2 separate regions of the Zea mays genome follow, and region 1 is linked to region 2. A link is a contact called in public Hi-C data. All regions are on one chromosome and are shown on one strand. The core of a region is the stretch at or near the end of the contact, and the rest is flanking DNA. Distances in the headings are between cores, read along the strand shown.

The links. A called contact is a pair of places that touch in the nucleus more often than the background predicts.
Region 1: a Hi-C map of tassel shows a contact between it and region 2, with 2.6 times the contacts expected there. The contact joins the promoter of LOC541867 here to the promoter of LOC100191272 in region 2. A contact is called at or near these places in 2 of 25 Hi-C or Micro-C datasets (ear and tassel).

Annotation. Positions count from the first base shown.
Region 1 is chr1:306,462,235-306,465,070 of Zm-B73-REFERENCE-NAM-5.0, reverse strand. LOC541867 (AKINbetagamma-1 protein kinase) reads right to left here and starts at 1,353. Exons shown (of 13, transcript NM_001111535.2): 1 at 717-1,353; 2 at 39-126. The coding sequence starts at 853. It overlaps LOC103644335, which reads left to right and starts at 1,599. Exons shown (of 4, transcript XM_020544673.1): 1 at 1,599-2,027; 2 at 2,225-2,228. The coding sequence starts at 1,797.
Region 2 is chr1:306,178,418-306,181,200 of Zm-B73-REFERENCE-NAM-5.0, reverse strand. It overlaps LOC100191272 (4-nitrophenylphosphatase), which reads left to right and starts at 1,340. Exons shown (of 11, transcript NM_001136706.1): 1 at 1,340-1,588; 2 at 1,706-1,773; 3 at 2,327-2,419; 4 at 2,497-2,568. The coding sequence starts at 1,489.

The sequences.
Region 1 (2,836 bases), core at 104-2,603, 280 kb before region 2:
GGACAACAGTTAAGCAGCCAGAGATAAAGAAGGGGAACCTCATGAATCCCTGGAGACAGGCTGCAAATAGCCTGAAATACAGTGGGGCAGCCTTCGACAGGAGACATCGGCAAATGTTCCGACCACCTACGACAAAAGGCATAGCTCTTAGGTACAGCAGAATAGCAACAATTCAGGGGGTATTGCAAGTTAGCGAATGGTAGGGAGAAGTAAAGCCAAACAATTCTGCCTTGACCACGTAAGGATAAATAACTGATATAGCCCCATGTTTGAGGGGAGCTGCATTGATTGAGTAAGCTATGGTTCCCTATCATGCATGACATCAGATAGATCACATTTATACTGCACCCATTAAAGGAGCATAGCAGAGGCATAAATCTATCTATATGCATGCATCAATTGCAGGAAAGCCAGGATAAAACCTTAGGATGATTAAACCAAGAATACAACTATATACACGGTGAGGAATGCGTACATATGGTCAGATTCATTCGATTGGGAAGCAAACGCCTGAAGCAATGGATAAGGGCAGCCATCAAACTAGTTGTGCACGAGCGAGAGCATCTACTCTATTAACATAACACTGCTCTACTAACATAGCACGAGTAAGTAGGTGGAATCGCGTGTAGATAAGTACATGCAAGCATACTGCTACAGCAGGCAGCGAAAAATCGGTGGGGAATTGTTGGAACATATAAGCAACAACTCAACTCAACCTGGTGAAGGAGCCTGAGACGAAGACCCTCTTCCCACCGTAGGGCCAGACGAAGCGGGCGGGGACGGTGGCCCCGACGCCGCTGCTGACGCCAACGGTCCCGGCGTCGTGGGCGGAATCAGCGCCGTGCGAGAACATGGCGGAGGAGGAGAGACGGAGCAGCCTAGCCGGAGCCCGGAAGGGACGAGATCAAATCGGGCGGCGAGGAAGGAAGGGAGCAAACCCTATGGTCGAGGGGACGCGCGAGAGAGCACGGGGGAGTGGCGAATGGAGAGGAGGTGGTAGTGCACCAGCCGCGACGGGATCCTCCGCGTGGGCACGCGGGAGGGCTCCCCGCGCGAGGAGAGGTCACCCGCGGCGGGGAGAGAGGCCCCCGCCCCAAGCCATCGCTGTCTTCCCACCCGCGCGCGCGTGAGAGGGACGAATCGGGTTGGGGGCGCGAGCGGGGGAATCGGGGCGAGATCGAAGAGGGAGTCCGGGTGGGTTGCGGGCGCGTGAGACGGCGGCGGAGGGGAATGGGTAGTGCGAGAGGAGGGGATCCGGAAATGCAAATGCGGCGTGGCGAGGCGAGGAGGGAAGGCGGAGGCGGAGGTGGAGACGGAAACGCCGAGACGGAAGAGGAAAGGAGATGGGGGAAGCCAAAGGCAGGAAACTCAACTAGGTGAGGGAGGGAGGTAGAAGAGAAGGAAACGGGGCCGTCTCTCGGCCCGCCTCCGGCCTCCCTCCTCTTCCAAGGGTTGAAAACGACAGCTGCGGGATCTTCTACGCCAACGCCGTCCTCTCCGCGTCACGCAGCTTTGCTTTGCTCGGTGTAATATGGTTAGGCTATCTCATACACACTTTATGTGTAGTCTGCATTTATGCTAATTTATGTTTGTTTGTTTGCTGCATTTATGTCATTGTGTAGTCTGCTTATTGAATTTATGTTTGTTTCTGTTCTTGTGTATGTTAATTTGATTTTCTTATTTAATATGTCGTACATACTATGCTGAGGTCATCAGTTAGCGTTTCTTGTGTTTGAATTATATATCTGAATGCCAAGCTAGTCGTGATAATTATATCTCTCTATACATAATAGATAATGAGTTCCTGGGAGGAGGATGCTAGACAATTTCTTTTAGACCAGGAAGAAGATGATGATGAACTCTTCTTAGTAATTGTCCCTGCTGTTCTCGCGGCCATGCAAGAAGAGAAAAGGGCAGTCCATACTTCTTCTCTTACTGGCGCTATGAAGATTAAGGAAGTTCTAGAAGGGCATGAAATTTGGAGCAAAGTTGAGTTTAGGATGGAGCCAAATATTTTCAGAGCGATAGTAGCTTTTCTTAGAGCTGAGGATCTTCTACATGACACACGAGGTGTTACTGTTGAGGAACAGTTTGGCATGTTTATGTACATGATCTCGCATAATGCTACTAATCAAGATATGCAAAAATGGTTTCAACACAGTGGTGAAACCATTCACAGGAAGATAAATGAAGTCTTTGATATAATTCCAGCCTTGACAAGTAGGTTTGTAAAGCTTCCAAGTTCAGTACAGACTCACATCAAAATTGTAACCGACTCCCGTTTCATGCCTTTTTTCCAGGTAGACATAAAACCCAAGAATTTCTAATTCCTTCTTAGGTTTTTATGCCTCTAATTGTCTCTTTCCTAACATGCAGAATTGCATTGGTGCCATAGACGGTACTCATATTCCTATCACTATCTCAGAAGACAAGGCTGCTCCATACAGAAATAGGAAAGGGTCTTTATCCCATAATGTTATGGTAGCTTGCGATTTTAATCTAAACTTTACCTTCATTTCGTGTGGATGGGAAGGATCCGCAGCAGATGTCGGGGTTCTTCGTTCAGCACTTGACAGAGGATTCCATGTGCCAGAAGGAAAGTTTTATCTTGTCGATGGTGGATATGCAAATACACCATCATTCATTGCCCCTTATCGAGGAGTTCGGTACCACTTAAGCGAGTTTAGGAGTCGACGTTCCTATGCCAACTACAAAGAGCTCTTTAACCATCGCCACGCAATCCTTCGGAACCATATAGAGAGGGCTATAGGTGTCTTGAAGAAGAGGTTTCCTATTCTAAAAGTTGGAACTTTCTATCCTATTCAGTCTCAGGTTA
Region 2 (2,783 bases), core at 91-2,590:
ACAGTGTGGTGGTGGCGATGCCCAGATCTTTTTGATATCCCCAAGAAACCTAACAACTAGATACAAATCAATGTCATCACGTTCGTCGTTAAAGATCTGCGCTAGGGCAGCGACGGTCGGGGAAGCGAGCTCGACGTCGACGGTGATGTAGTTCCCGTTGCTGACAGCATCACTCTAGATCAGTCTAGGGTGTGAGGTGGGAAACTGTAGACGATACAGTGACTGCGAACCTCTTGTCGAGCCGTCAACTTCCACCTCTCTATTTATAGGCTGCGCATCAGGGGTCCACCAACCTCCACCAACCTCGTCTTGGTGTAGACGCCCCCGATCAGGGTGTGAGGTCAAGAGCCCAGTTCTCCGTTGGGCTAACTGGTGAAGATTAATTCCAACATTCTCACCCTTGATTTCATCTTATACTTTCAACTTTATACCTTTTATTTTTTTCATATTCCATTACAGATTAGTGTGTAGAGCATGCTTCATTCACGGTCAATCGTCGATAGACTTAACAGCTACAATACGCATCTCTGGTCTGAAACAGATATTTTAACTTTGGGTCCTTTTATTGCCCAAAAAACATATGCTATACCATAAACCTATTGTTGACTGTGAACGCACTGGGTGGTAAGCCTTTGGTAAGAGGATCCGCAAGCACTTGCTTGTTACTTATATGTTCAATATTTTAGTATGATTCTGGACTTTCTCCTTACAACATATAACCTTGTGTCAAGGTGTTTGGCAGCACACTTAACCCGTTGTCATATGAGTGAACTATTTAAATGATTATTGTTGTTGTCAACCATTATCAATTTCGGGTACAACTTCTCTTAACCATTTTGCTTGTCCCTTAATTAGGTGTGTTGTCTCAGTTTTGAAACAGACGAAAAGGATGAGTAGGAGCGATTTGGTGAGGCAAATAGTCGGTGATAAGGTATTGGTTTGTTAAACCATTTTTGGTTTCACCTATCTAATAGAAAAAAGAGAAGTGTTTTTTTTTTCTAAAAGCCATGTAAAAATAATGTTTGGTACAATTTCTCCATCTATCTACTATATAAAGCATCAACTTCTATGGTTTCGTAGTCGTTGCGCGTCACTCTTCTCCTCCTCGTTTTATACAAAAATAAGGTAAAATTATGCACAAGTGAAGGTTGAAACTTAAGTTGTCTACATATTCACTCACATAACCAATAGAACATATATATTTTGTGTTTTATTAAACATGAAGCAGCTGAAGTCGCTGAAGAGAAGCCTCGCCAAATGTGCACTAAATCCAACCCAATTCTGTTGGGCCAAGTTCTTTACCACTACCGGCCCAGACACCTAAACGATGACACAGCGTGCACCCACCACCACCAGCGCCGAGCGCCGGCCGCGATACCGTCGTGTCCCCCTCCCCACCGCATTAGCGCCGGCCGACAAAATTACTAGGTGCTTAATTTAACTACTAGTGGCCCTAGGCGTGAAACTTCACCAGCTCCGCCACTGCCCATGGCCAACGGCCGTCCGGACCCTCGCTGCGTCGTCCTCACCGCCGACACTGCCCGATCCCTCGTAGATTCCGTCGACGCCTTCCTCTTCGACTGCGATGGTATCTGATTGTTCACCTTTCTCCATTTTGTTTGTCTGTTTTTTTTTCTTCGCTTCAGATTTTGACCCCTGCTTCGCTCTGACCGGTAATTCTAATTGCTTCTCTGAATTTGTCTAGGGGTCATTTGGAAGGGAGATAAGCTCATTGAAGGGGTCCCAGAGACGATGGAGCTACTGAGGAAACTGGTATGGGAACATCCCTTTATTACTATTTAAGTATTGAATTCGTTTCCTCATTTTCAATAGTTCAACTGTCAGGCAAATAAATGCCAAATGATCAAAACAAGTACATAATTAAGGGCTAGCTTGTTTTGTCGTGCCTTAAAAAAAAAAACTGGTTCTAGATTGATTGGGGCTTTGAAGAATCTGGTTCTCCAAAGTTGCATCTATTTAAGCTAAAATAGAGACAGGCAGTAAGTGCAACCACACCACACCAGGCACCAGATACCGTAATGAAATGAAAATCATTGACACTACTACTACTACATTGCTTTAAAGTTATTCTGGTTTTGTTCATCTACATAACTCCTGTCTGAAACAAGGATAATAGGCCTATATCTTTTTTCTATGTGAATTCTAGCATGATGAACTCACCTCATTAACCAAGATGTGATCTTTGTTGCGCCATTATTTAAGACATTGCTCTAGTACTCGGTGGCTTATTGGTTTATAGAAAAAGGTATATACAGATTATGAAATTTATTAATTGAGTAATAGTGCATGTATTGGCTTGGTGCAGGGAAAGAAATTAGTTTTTGTAACAAACAACTCTAGAAAGTCGAGAAGGCAATACTCAAAGAAATTCAGATCACTTGGACTTGAAGTTACTGAGGTATGTTTTGGTCTGAGCGGAGACTCTTCCAGTAATAAATTTGTTTTGTATTGTAATCATTTGTTACTTTGTTGTAGGAAGAGATTTTTACATCATCGTTTGCGGCAGCCATGTTCTTGAAGTTAAATAATTTTCCTCCAGAAAAGAAGGTATCATAAATTATTGTGATGTTCTTTCCTTTTGTTTTATGTGAATGACTTATGATTTCTTCGGCACATGATACTTACTGAAATTATCACCATGAGGAAACAAATTAAGAAAGTGGCACATATGTACGCGGGGAATTTGATAGCACAACAGCCTACACATTTACAGTAAGATTGGTCACGCCGAACTAATGAGTAAGGGTTTGCCATAAGACTGG